Linked DNA regions of Triticum aestivum: region 2 is linked to region 1. Evidence: chromatin contacts called from public Hi-C data. All regions are on one chromosome and are shown on one strand. Each heading gives the region's core, a stretch centred on a gene start, on an enhancer-like site or on the middle of the called end of the contact. The rest is flanking DNA. Distances are from core to core; before and after follow the strand shown.

Region 1 (5,609 bases), core at 855-3,354:
AAAACTACCATGACAATACTGCTTCTAAAGGCAAGATAACAGTTAAGGCCACAGATATAACAACACTAGATGCTTTAATTAAATAATTAATGCGCCCAGGTGAGCAGAACTAGCCTTATCTTGTTGGTTGTGCAACTGATAACACCACTGGTGATATAGGTTGTATTGTAACTTCAAAACTACTACCTCTGTAAACTAATATAAGACTTTTTAGAGACTTTCTAGATCACTAAAGTAGTGGTCTAAAAAGTCTTATATTAGTTCACCCCTAAAGTAGTGATCTAGAAAGTCTTATATTAGTTTACAGAGGAGTAGTTTGTAGTAGTGTTTCCATGTTTTTTATGCAGAAGCCAGAGACAGAGTGTTGAACAGAAACTAAGAACATGTTCGAACCGTACCAAATGTAGAGCATCAGAGTAGATATATTATAAAAAATAGCGATAACAAACTGGTGGAAGAATTTACCTAAGTTCATGTTTTTCTTGGACAGAAAATACAATGAAGCACCGAATCCTGTTGCTAGGATAAATCCAGGCACATCAGGGCTAGTGTACGCTGATGGTAAAGACGTAGAGGTTCCACTAGCATATGTGAAAACCATCAGCGCACCATAAATGGATGACTGGATGCCCAAGCTGCTCGAAGCTGGGGCCTCCAATGTGAGAGGCACGTTCTTCATGGCTGACTGCATCCATTGCGGTGCTGTTCCTGCAGTCTTGACAGGTTTCACATCGGCGTAGCGGACGCTGCTATCGACAACCTTGCCAGCCCTCCGGCGCGATAAGCTCTGCATTAGCAGCATGTCATAGGCAACCTCGACCTGAAATGAAACATGAAACGGAGTCAAACAACGCATCCGGGATGCCTTTGATACCGGGTGCAACAAAATCTGTTAAAACATCAATGATTGATGCTGCCAGCAACTTAGGATCCTGTTGTTTCTTTTAAGAGCCCCAGTTCAGTCTTGAAACAGACAGTTGAAAGATTGGGCATGGGCGCAAGCAAGAGTACTTATCAGGAAGACAAGTTGCACAAGCAAACAAGAACAAATTACAGCTAGTTCGCTGGAACAAGAAAGGTTATTATTACAAAGGACAAAAATCCACACGAAATTGCGTAGAAAAACCAGGCAGTGGTAACTTGTCGAAATGAAGAAACAGAAATTTACACTCCTTCCCTTCCTACGGGCCAAGCCAAGTCACTGGTCCAAAGTTGACAGCACATGATATATTGATATGATATGCATATATGATCGCCTCCACCATGGCCCATCCATGGATATACAAATAGTGCTACCACTATAAGCTAACGCACTTAATGCCAAAAGCAGCATATTTTAGCAGCCTCGATTCATCACATGGGAACAACTGTGCGCCAATAATCTGCCCAAATTAGTGATGATCAGGTCTCCGCTTTTCTTCGCTGTGTACGGAAGTACTAGATTATAACCTGATTTTGCTTCAAAATATTGAAAGATAATATACAAAGCTATTCTTGCATTACCAATTTGATGATTGAGGCGGCTTTGTCGTCCTAAATTAGCAAGCTTGTGGGGACAATCGAAGCATGCTTTCAAAGATGGATTCACTTGAACAGCAAGCGAGCGTTGAGAGGGGACGGTGTGGAGTGGAGGAGAAGTTTGGGGGGAGGGAGGGGAGGGGGAGGGACCTGGGCGACGGCGTCCGGGTCGTCCTTGCAGGAGGCGACGACGGCCTTCTTGGCGCGGAGGATCTCGTCGAAGGAGGCGCCCTCGGCGACGCCGAGCAGCTTGAGCGCGCCCTCCACCGTCATCTCGAAGGGCGCCGGCGAGGAGTCGTCCGCGCGCGAGGCGGCCAGGCGCCGCGTCGGGGCCCGGCGGCGCGAGGGGGAGCTGCGGCGGGGCGCGGCGCAGCACCTGGCCACGGAGGCGGGGCGCCTGCGGAGGAGGTGGCCGGCGGCGCCGGCGCCGGCACCGCCGAGGGAGAGGGCCGTGGCCATTTTCCTTCCTTTGGCTGCGCTCGCGTGGTCTGGCTCTGCTGCCTGTGCGCGTCGGCTTCTGCTGTCCGCGGAGCTGATGGATGCCACCGTTGAGATTTTTTTTAATGGGTGATGATGATTTTGGCCGTCCGGCCGCCAATTTCTACGGCTTCGGGTCGGGGGCTTTCGGACACAATCTGAGGATTCTTTTTCTAGGAGGCGGATAAGCTTCGAAAAGAAGATTTATTCGGATAAAGATTGATTTTGTTGGTATCATTTCAAAGTCACGAAATCTGTGACAATTAACTTTTTTTTTTCTTTTGTACATTATATTTCCTTTTTTAGTTGTTTTTATATTATAATACTTGCTTCGTCCCATAATATCATGTCGTTTTGCTGAGACGGCAAAATTGGAGGCCTGAAGGAGGGCAGATTTATGGACTAATAAAAGTCATCACAGGTAGTAATACAAGGGAGGATGGTTACAAACTTCCCCCTTACTCTAATAGGGGGGTATTTATAAAATTATTTGTCAAGCTATTCGCTGAAACCAAAGGCCGCAAAAAGTACCGTGGAAAGGCGGTTGCGGAATGCGGCAAGGAGGTCTACGATCGCGCGTGTGGATAGGCTTGAATACGTCGAAGATCAAATGATTGGATAGGTTTTGTGGTAAAACGACTCAACGTGCTGCACGTGTGGTTCGTGGTTGTTCAATGTTCTTTTTTGGTGTTTTTTAGCACTCTGCTAGGGAGAAACATGTGTGCTTTGATGCAATGTACATATTGAGTTTCATTAACGGGAATGGAGGAGTCCATTGTAACCCCCCCCCCCCCCCCCGCCCCCCCCCCCCGCCCCACACACACAAGCAGTTTTTACCTCTATATCAAAGTATATGGCGTTTTTGTAGTTCAATTTGAACTGCAAAAACGTCATATATTTTTGTTAGGGGAGTATATCTTATGTAACTTTGTTTGTCGCCTAATATAACATGCGTATATATTTATCAACTAATATGCTTAATTGAGTACCAAGATATAACATAGTGTCTTGTCCCTTTTATTTTCCTTTCTACGATGGCGCATATTTTTAGTTTTATAGTAGATGGTTTATGTGTATGATCCTTTGTCGTGTCCATCGTTGGTGTCTCAAGAAACAACATGCTTTTTGGCGCAAAATGTATGACGGTGGGAGTTGTGTATGAGAAGATTTTCTCATTTTACACAACCTTTTGGTAGGTCAAGAAAAAATTAATAAGAAAACTAAATGTGGTACTACCTCTAATATACAATCTAAGCTTGTGCACTTTCTGGGTAATCTTGACTTTGAAGCCCTTTGAGGCAACATTCATGTGGCTATCTCCTTTTGAGGCAACTATAGACTATAGAATGAGTAACACAACCTTGCAAAACAAAAAAAATGAAATTAAGAAGTGTGAAAGCACATGTTTTTTCCCTTTCCAAGGCATGTAACATATGAGTTCTAATGTCTTTTTCTGTTATTATTATGTTACCTAACACACCCACATAAGGCGCACGATCCAACCTCGTCGCTATTGTAAGAAAAGATGACTTGACATGTATACCCCTTTACGAGGCAACATCTATTGAAACAGTGAAAGCCTTTGTAAAGGACAACACAACAATAACCAAAATTCGGTGCTACTTGATAGAAAGATACCTAGTTGTCCATATTATTCCTGGAGAAAGTTGGTTCAAACGTATACCTAAAGTGCACAACATGCAAAGGAATACCCTCAAATCACATTCTATAGACACCAAACACTTCAAGCATATATGTCACCTCTAGAGCCAAACATTACAACGTCTACACTCGTTAGGTTTTTTGACATAATTTTATATGTTGCCTCCTCTTGTAATATCCGCTTTTAATGAACTGACACTGGTATAATACACAGATCCACGTGTTAGCCGACATGCTTAATTGTTGGAGCCAAACTAAATCCGTAGCTTACACGGTTGGTATAAGGTTTTCATATTTTTGTTACAATTACTAGATAGGATGGTTACAAACTTCCGCCTTACCCTAGTAGGGGGTATTTATAAAATTATTTGCCAAGCGATTCGCTAAAACTAAAGGCCACAAAAGAACTGCGGAAAAGGCTATCGAAATGTTACGGAATGCGGCAAGAAGTGTTGGGGAACGCAGTAATTTCAAAATAATTCCTACGCACACGCAAGATCTATCATGGTGATTCATAGCACTAAGAGGGGAGAGTGTAGTCCACGTACCCTCATAGAACATAAGCGGAAGCGTTATGACAACGCGGATGATGCAGTTGTACGTCTTCACGATCCGACCGATCCTAGTACCGGAAGTACGGCATCTCCACGATCTGCACACGTTCGGCTCGGTGACGTCCCACGAACTCTCGATCCAGCTGAGTGTCGAGGGAGAGCTTCGTCAGCACGATGGCGTGATGACGGTGATGATGAAGTTACCGGTGCAGGGCTTCGCCTAAGCACTACGACGATATGACCGAGGTAGATTATGGTGGAGGAGGGCACCGCACACGGCTACGACAGTTGTCTGTTGTGTCTTCTAGGGTGCCCCCTGCCCCCGTATATAAAGGAGCAAGGGGGAGGCCGGCCGGCCCTAGGGCGCGCCAAGGAGGGGAGGAATCCTCCTCCTAGTAGGAGTAGGATTCCTCCTTTCTTATTCCTACTAGGAGGGGAAGGAAGGAGTGGGAGAGAGGAAGGAAAGGGGGGGGGGGCGCCACCCCCATCCTAGTCCAATTCGGACTCAAGGGGGAGGGGGCATGCGGCCTGTCCTGGCAGCCCCTCTCTCTCTCCACTAAGGCCCATCTAGGCCCACTAGTTTCCTGGGGGGGGGGGGGTCCGGTAACCCTCCGGCACTCCGGTTTTCTTCGAAATCACCCGGAACACTTCCGGTGTCCGAATATAGCCGTCCAATATATCAATCTTTATGTCTCGACCATTTCGAGACTCCTCATCATGTCCATGATCATATCTGGGACTCCGAACAACCTTAGGTACATCAAAACACATAAAATCATAATATTGATCGTCACCGAACGTTAAGCGTGCGGACCCTACGGGTTCGAGAACTATGTAGACATGACCGAGACACGTCTCCGATCAATAACCAATAGCGGAACCTGGATTCTCATATTGGTTTCTACATATTCTACAAAGATCTTTATCGGTCAAACCGCATAACAACATACGTTGTTTCCTTTGTCATCGGTATGTTACTTGCCTGAGATTCGATCGTCGGTATCTCAATACCTAGTTCAATCTCGTTACCGACAAGTCTCTTTACTTGTTACACAATGCTACATCCCGTAACTAACTCATTAGTTACATTGCTTGCAAGGCTTATAGTGATGTGCATTACCGAGAGGGCCCAGAGATACCTCTCCGATACACGGAGTGACAAATCCTAATCTTGATCTATGCTAACTCAATAAACACCAACGGAGACACCTGTAGAGCATCTTTATAGTCACCCAGTTACGTTTTGACGTTTGATAGCACACTAAGTGTTCCTACGGTATTCAGGAGTTGCATAATCTCATAGTCGTAGGAACATGTATAAGTTATGGAGAAAGCAATAGCAGTAAACTAAACAATCATTGTGCTAAGCTAACGGATGGGTCAAGTCAATCACATCAT
Region 2 (5,609 bases), core at 1,723-4,222, 190 kb after region 1:
AATAACCTTCGGTACATCAAAACACATACACTCATAATACCGATCATCACCAAACGTTAAGCGTGCGGACCCTACGGGTTCGAGAACTATGTAGACATGACTGAGACACGTCTCCGGTCAATTAATCAATAGTGGAACCTGGATGCTCATATTGGTTCCTACATATTCTACGAAGATCTTTATCGACCAAACCGCATAACAACATACGTTGTTCCCTTTGTCATCGGTATGTTACTTGCCCGAGATTCGATCGTCGGTATCTCAATACCTAGTTCAATCTTGTTACAGTCAAGTCTCTTTACTCGTTATGTAATGTTACATCTCATAAATAACTCATTAGTTACATTGCTTGTAAGGCTTATAGTGATGTGCATTACTAAGAGGGCCCAGAGATACCTCTCCGATACACGGAGTGACAAATCCTAATCTTGATTTATGCCAACTCAACAAACACCATCAGAGACACCTGTAGAGCATCTTTATAGTCACCCAGTTACTTTGTGACTTTTGATAGCACACTAAGTGTTCCTCCGGTATTCGGGAGTTGCATAATCTCATAGCCATAGGAACATGTATAAGTTATGAAGAAAGCAATAGCAGTAAACTAAACTATTATCGTGCTAAGCTAACAGATGGGTCAAGTCAATCACATCATTCTCTAATGATGTGATTCCGTTTATCAAATGACAACTCTTTGTCCATGGCTGGGAACTTAACCATCTTTGATCAACGAGCTAGTCAAGTAGAGGCATACTAGTGATACTCTGTTTGTCTATGTATTCACACATGTATTAAGTTTCTGGTTAATACAATTCTAGCATGAATAATAAACATTTATGATGATATAAGGAAATATAAATAAAAACTTTATTATTGCCTCTAGGGCATATTTCCTTCAAGAAGGTCTCCAATCGTGTGTGTGGGTTGACTCCAACATGTTGAATATTAGACAATTGGATGGGTTTTGTGGTAAACGAACAACCCAGTGTGGTTCATGGTTGTTCGGTGCTCTATTTTGGTGTTTCTTAGCACTCTAGTGGGAGAACCCATGTAGAGAGAAAGAGAGAGAGAGAGAGAGAGAGAGAGAGAGAGAGATAAAGAGAGACAAAGAGAGGATTTTTTACGGGGGGTAAAAGGTGTTTATATTACTCAAGAGCAAATAATTTCCTACCTACACAAACTAGGGATATTATTAGGGCCAGAACGGAGCCAGACCACATTACGAGCCACCATGAATAACACGACACTCCCTTTCACCCATAAGTCTCTTCACCTCCGAGACCACCATGGCATATTGCGAGCGATCTTGGCCTGTACATTGGTCAACTGGACTGCCTGCAAACTGTCGCACTCCACAATGATTGGCAGCTCCGTCCACTGGAGTGCTAATGCTTTGCCCTTCATACATCCAGCTAGCTTGGCGTGCAATGACTCCGGGCATGACCACAAGGAGCGACATGCGGAGAGAGAGATAGGATTGAACTGAGTGGGTTGCTCGCTCAGATGATATAGCTGGCCACCCAAAAGGGTTTTTTGTTTGACATTATTATATATCTTATGTATTTTTTTGTTTGTCACCTAATATAACATGCGTGTATGTTTATCAACGAATATGCTTAGCTGAGTATCAAAATATAACTATAACATAGTGTCTTGCCCCCCTTCTTCCTTTCTATGATGGCACATATGTTAGCTTTAGATGATTTTTATGTATGATCATTTGTCATGTTCATAGTTGGTGTATCAAGTAACAACATGCTCTTTGACGCAAAATGTCTGACTAGTGGAAGTTGTGTATGAGAAGATTTTTTATTTATTTTACGACCTTTTGGTCAATAAAAAATTAAGAAAACTAAATGTGATACTACCTCTATTGTACAATGTAAACATGTACACCTTTCTGGGTAATCTTGACTTTGGAGCCCTTTGAGGCAACATTCATGTGGCTCTCTTTTTTAGGTGTAACATAACTTTCATGAAAAATATATGTCTCGAAAGAACTATGGGCTAGAGAATGAATAACACAACCTTGCAAGACAACTAATTGAAATTGTCAAAATACATGTTTTTTTTCTTTCCACGACATGTAGCATAAGAGTTCTAACATCTCTTTCCACCATTATTAGATTACCTAACACACTCACATATAACGCACGAGTTCTTTCCCCAAGAACCTCACAACTACGTTTGTGCGAAAAAGTGACTTGGCATGTATACCCGTTTATGAGACAACATCTATTGCAATAGTGAAAGCCTTTGTAAAGGACATCATGACAATAACCAAAATTACGTGCTACTTGATAAAAAAGATACCTAGTTGTCCATATCATTCGTTGAGAATGTTGGGTAGAACATATACCTAAAGTGCACAACATGCAAAGAGATACCCTCGAATCGCATTCTATGGACACCAAGCACTCCAAGCATTCGTGTCACCTTCAGAGCCAAACACTGTACTGTCTGCGCTCGTTAGGTTTTCTGACATAATTCTGTATGTTACCTCCGCTTGTAATGTCTGTTATTAATGAACTGATACTGATGTAATACATGGATCCATGTCCTAGCCATTATGCTTAATTGTTGGAGCCAAATTACATCCGTAGCTTATGCCGCTGGTATAAGATTTTCGTATTTTTGTTACAATTATTACACGTTATAATCTCCCTGCCATAATAGAAAAGAATAAGCATCCGTGAAACTAGACAAAATTGAAGAACCTCCTTTTGAGAGCAACTTCAACAAACCCTACTAGTTTTATTGGGAACAAACCTTGATTATAGCAAGTACTAGTAATACAAAACAAATATCATCATCATTAAATAAAGCTGAACTCACTAACAAGTGGGCCACAAGTAACATGAGTCCTAGTCACCTTAACCTCGAAGTATTTTCTTGACGCGGCCACCGTTTCCCGGAAGACACAAGAAGGAAAAGCACACGTTTCCCCGCCGTCCCCACCCGGCAGCGACTCAAACCACGGCGCGGGTATGGTCGGCACGGGTAGGCAAGCCCGCCCGTCGTCCCCTCCCGTCGGGATCTCGCCCAGCCCCACCCCCACCCCCACCCCCACCCCCGTCCACGAACCAACGGAGGCGGCGAGGCATCTCCACCGCCGGCGAGAAATCCAGCTAGGGTTTCCGGCGAGCGAGCCGATGGGGCCGGGCGCGCCGTCGCCGGAGGACGCCGCGGGCGGGGAGCCGGAGGCGTGGTACGGCAGCATCCAGTACCTCGTCAACATCTCGGCGGTGGGGGCCGCCTCCTGCGTGCTCCTCTTCCTCCTCGTCAAGCTCCGCTTCGACCACCGCCGCATCCCGGGGCCCTCCGCGCTCGCCGCCAAGCTGCTCGCCGTCTACCACGCCACGGCCCCGCAGATCGCGCTCCACTGCGGCGCCGACGCCGCCCAGTTCCTCCTCTTCGAGCGCGCCTCCTTCCTCGTCCTCGCCGCCGTCTCCGCCGCCGCCTTCGCCGCGGCCCTCCCGCTCAACCTGCTCGCCGGGGACGCCGCCATCGCCGACCAGTTCGCCGCCACCACCATCTCCCACATCCCCAGGGCCTCCCCGCTGCTCTGGCTCCACCTCCTCCTCACCGCCGCCGTCGTCGCCATCGCGCACCTCGGCATCTCCCGCATGGAGGACGCCCTCCGCATCACCCGCTTCCGCGACGGCAACGGCAACCCCAGCGACCCCAACTCCAGCTCCGTCGCCGTCTTCACCATCATGATCCAGGGCATCCCCAGGGCGCTCGCCGCCGACAAGGCCCCCCTCAAGGAGTACTTCGAGCACAAGTACCCCGGCAAGGTGTACCGCGTCATTGTGCCCTTCGACCTCTGCACGCTGGAGTACCTCGCCGACGAGTGGGGGAAGGTCCGGAACAAGATCTCCTGGCTGGAGGCGAAGATGGACGCCCGCAGCCTGTTTGACGAGTTTGTGCAGGACGAATCGGGGCAGTTAGAAGCGCACTGGCTTGTCAGGAGATGCAAAGAGCTGTGGGCAATGACCGCGCAGAGGTTCGGGTTTACTGATGATGAGAGGCTAAGGAAGCTGCAGACAAGGAAACTCGTGATTGGGAGCAGGCTGTCGGATTACAAGGAAGGGCGTGCGCGTGGTGCTGGCATAGCTTTTGTTGTGTTCAAGGATGTGTACACGGCAAACAAGGCTGTGAGAGATTTCCGGATGGAAAGGAAGAAGACACCCATTGGCAGGTTCTTCCCAGTGATGGAGCTACAGCTTGAGAGGAGCCGATGGAGAGTGGAGAGGGCGCCACCAGCATCAGATATCTACTGGAATCACCTTGGGATGAACAAGACCTCACTAGCCTTGCGACGGATAGCGGTTAACACCTGCCTCATTGTAATGCTCCTGTTCTTCAGTTCACCATTGTCAATACTCAGTGGAATGCAAAACGCAGCACGGATCATCAATGTGGAGGCTATGGATAGTGCCAAATCATGGATTGTTTGGCTTCAAGGCTCAAGCTGGTTCTGGACAATAATCTTTCAGTTTCTACCCAATGTCCTCATCTTCGTGAGCATGTATATTATCATCCCATCAGTACTGTCATACTTCTCCAAGTTTGAGTTCCATCTGACAGTGTCGGGGGAGCAGAGAGCTGCATTGCTGAAGATGGTTTGCTTCTTCCTTGTTAATCTCATCTTGTTGCGTGCGCTGGTGGAATCGTCGCTTGAAAGTTGGATTCTTAGCATGGGACGGTGCTACTTAGATAGTGCTGATTGCAAGCAGATTGAACATTACCTGAGCCCATCATTCTTGTCGAGATCTTCACTTTCTTCCCTGGCGTTCTTAATCACATGCACCTTTCTGGGAATATCTTTTGATCTGCTGGCTCCAATCCCTTGGATAAAGCATATACTGAAGAAATTCAGAAAGAATGATATGGTCCAGTTGGTCCCTGAAGAAAATGAGGAATACAGATCTATGAACAATGACGAAGAAACAAATGGTCTGGTATCGCCTCTAATGTCTGAGAGAGAAGACAGTGACATTCTGAATGGTTTCGAGGGGCATGATCTTTCCATGTACCCAATAAACCGGAGCTTCCACATGCCAAAGCAGAAATTCGACTTTGCACAATACTATGCATTTGACATCACAATATTCGCGCTCACGATGATCTACTCACTGTTTGCTCCGCTTGTGGTTCCTGTCGGTGCAGTATACTTTGGCTACCGTTACCTTGTGGACAAGTACAATTTCCTGTTCGTGTACAGAGTCAGAGGATTTCCTGCAGGCAATGATGGGAAGCTGATGGATAGGGTGCTGTGCATCATGCAATTCTGTGTCATCTTCTTTCTTGCTGCTATGTTGCTCTTCTTCGCAGTCCAGGGTGATTCCATGAAGCTACAGGCTATATGTACTCTTGGGCTGTTAGTGTTCTATAAGTTGCTGCCGTCTGGAAGTGATCGCTTCCAGCCGTCCTTGTTAGAAGGGATGCAGACAGTTAATAGCTTTGTAGATGGTCCAACGGATTATGAAGTTTTTTCACAACCTGACCTGGATTGGAATCTGTATCAATCCTGAAGAAAACTCAAGGTCAATACACACTTGTTTCATTTCAAAGTCATCTACTATCACCAGAGCTTCACATTGTAC

The links. Hi-C and Micro-C count contacts between places; a contact is called where the count stands out from the background.
Region 2: a contact with region 1 is called in a Hi-C map of leaf, with 7 times the contacts expected there. The contact joins the promoter of LOC123105868 here to the promoter of LOC123105867 in region 1. A contact is called at or near these places in 2 of 5 Hi-C or Micro-C datasets (leaf and an unstated tissue).

Annotation. Positions count from the first base shown.
Region 1 is chr5A:672,162,213-672,167,821 of IWGSC CS RefSeq v2.1, forward strand. LOC123105867 (protein CHAPERONE-LIKE PROTEIN OF POR1, chloroplastic) reads right to left here and starts at 2,105. Exons shown (of 3, transcript XM_044528032.1): 1 at 1,669-2,105; 2 at 466-820. The coding sequence starts at 1,977.
Region 2 is chr5A:672,348,155-672,353,763 of IWGSC CS RefSeq v2.1, forward strand. LOC123105868 (CSC1-like protein At4g35870) reads left to right here and starts at 2,973. Exons shown (of 3, transcript XR_006451051.1): 1 at 2,973-5,549.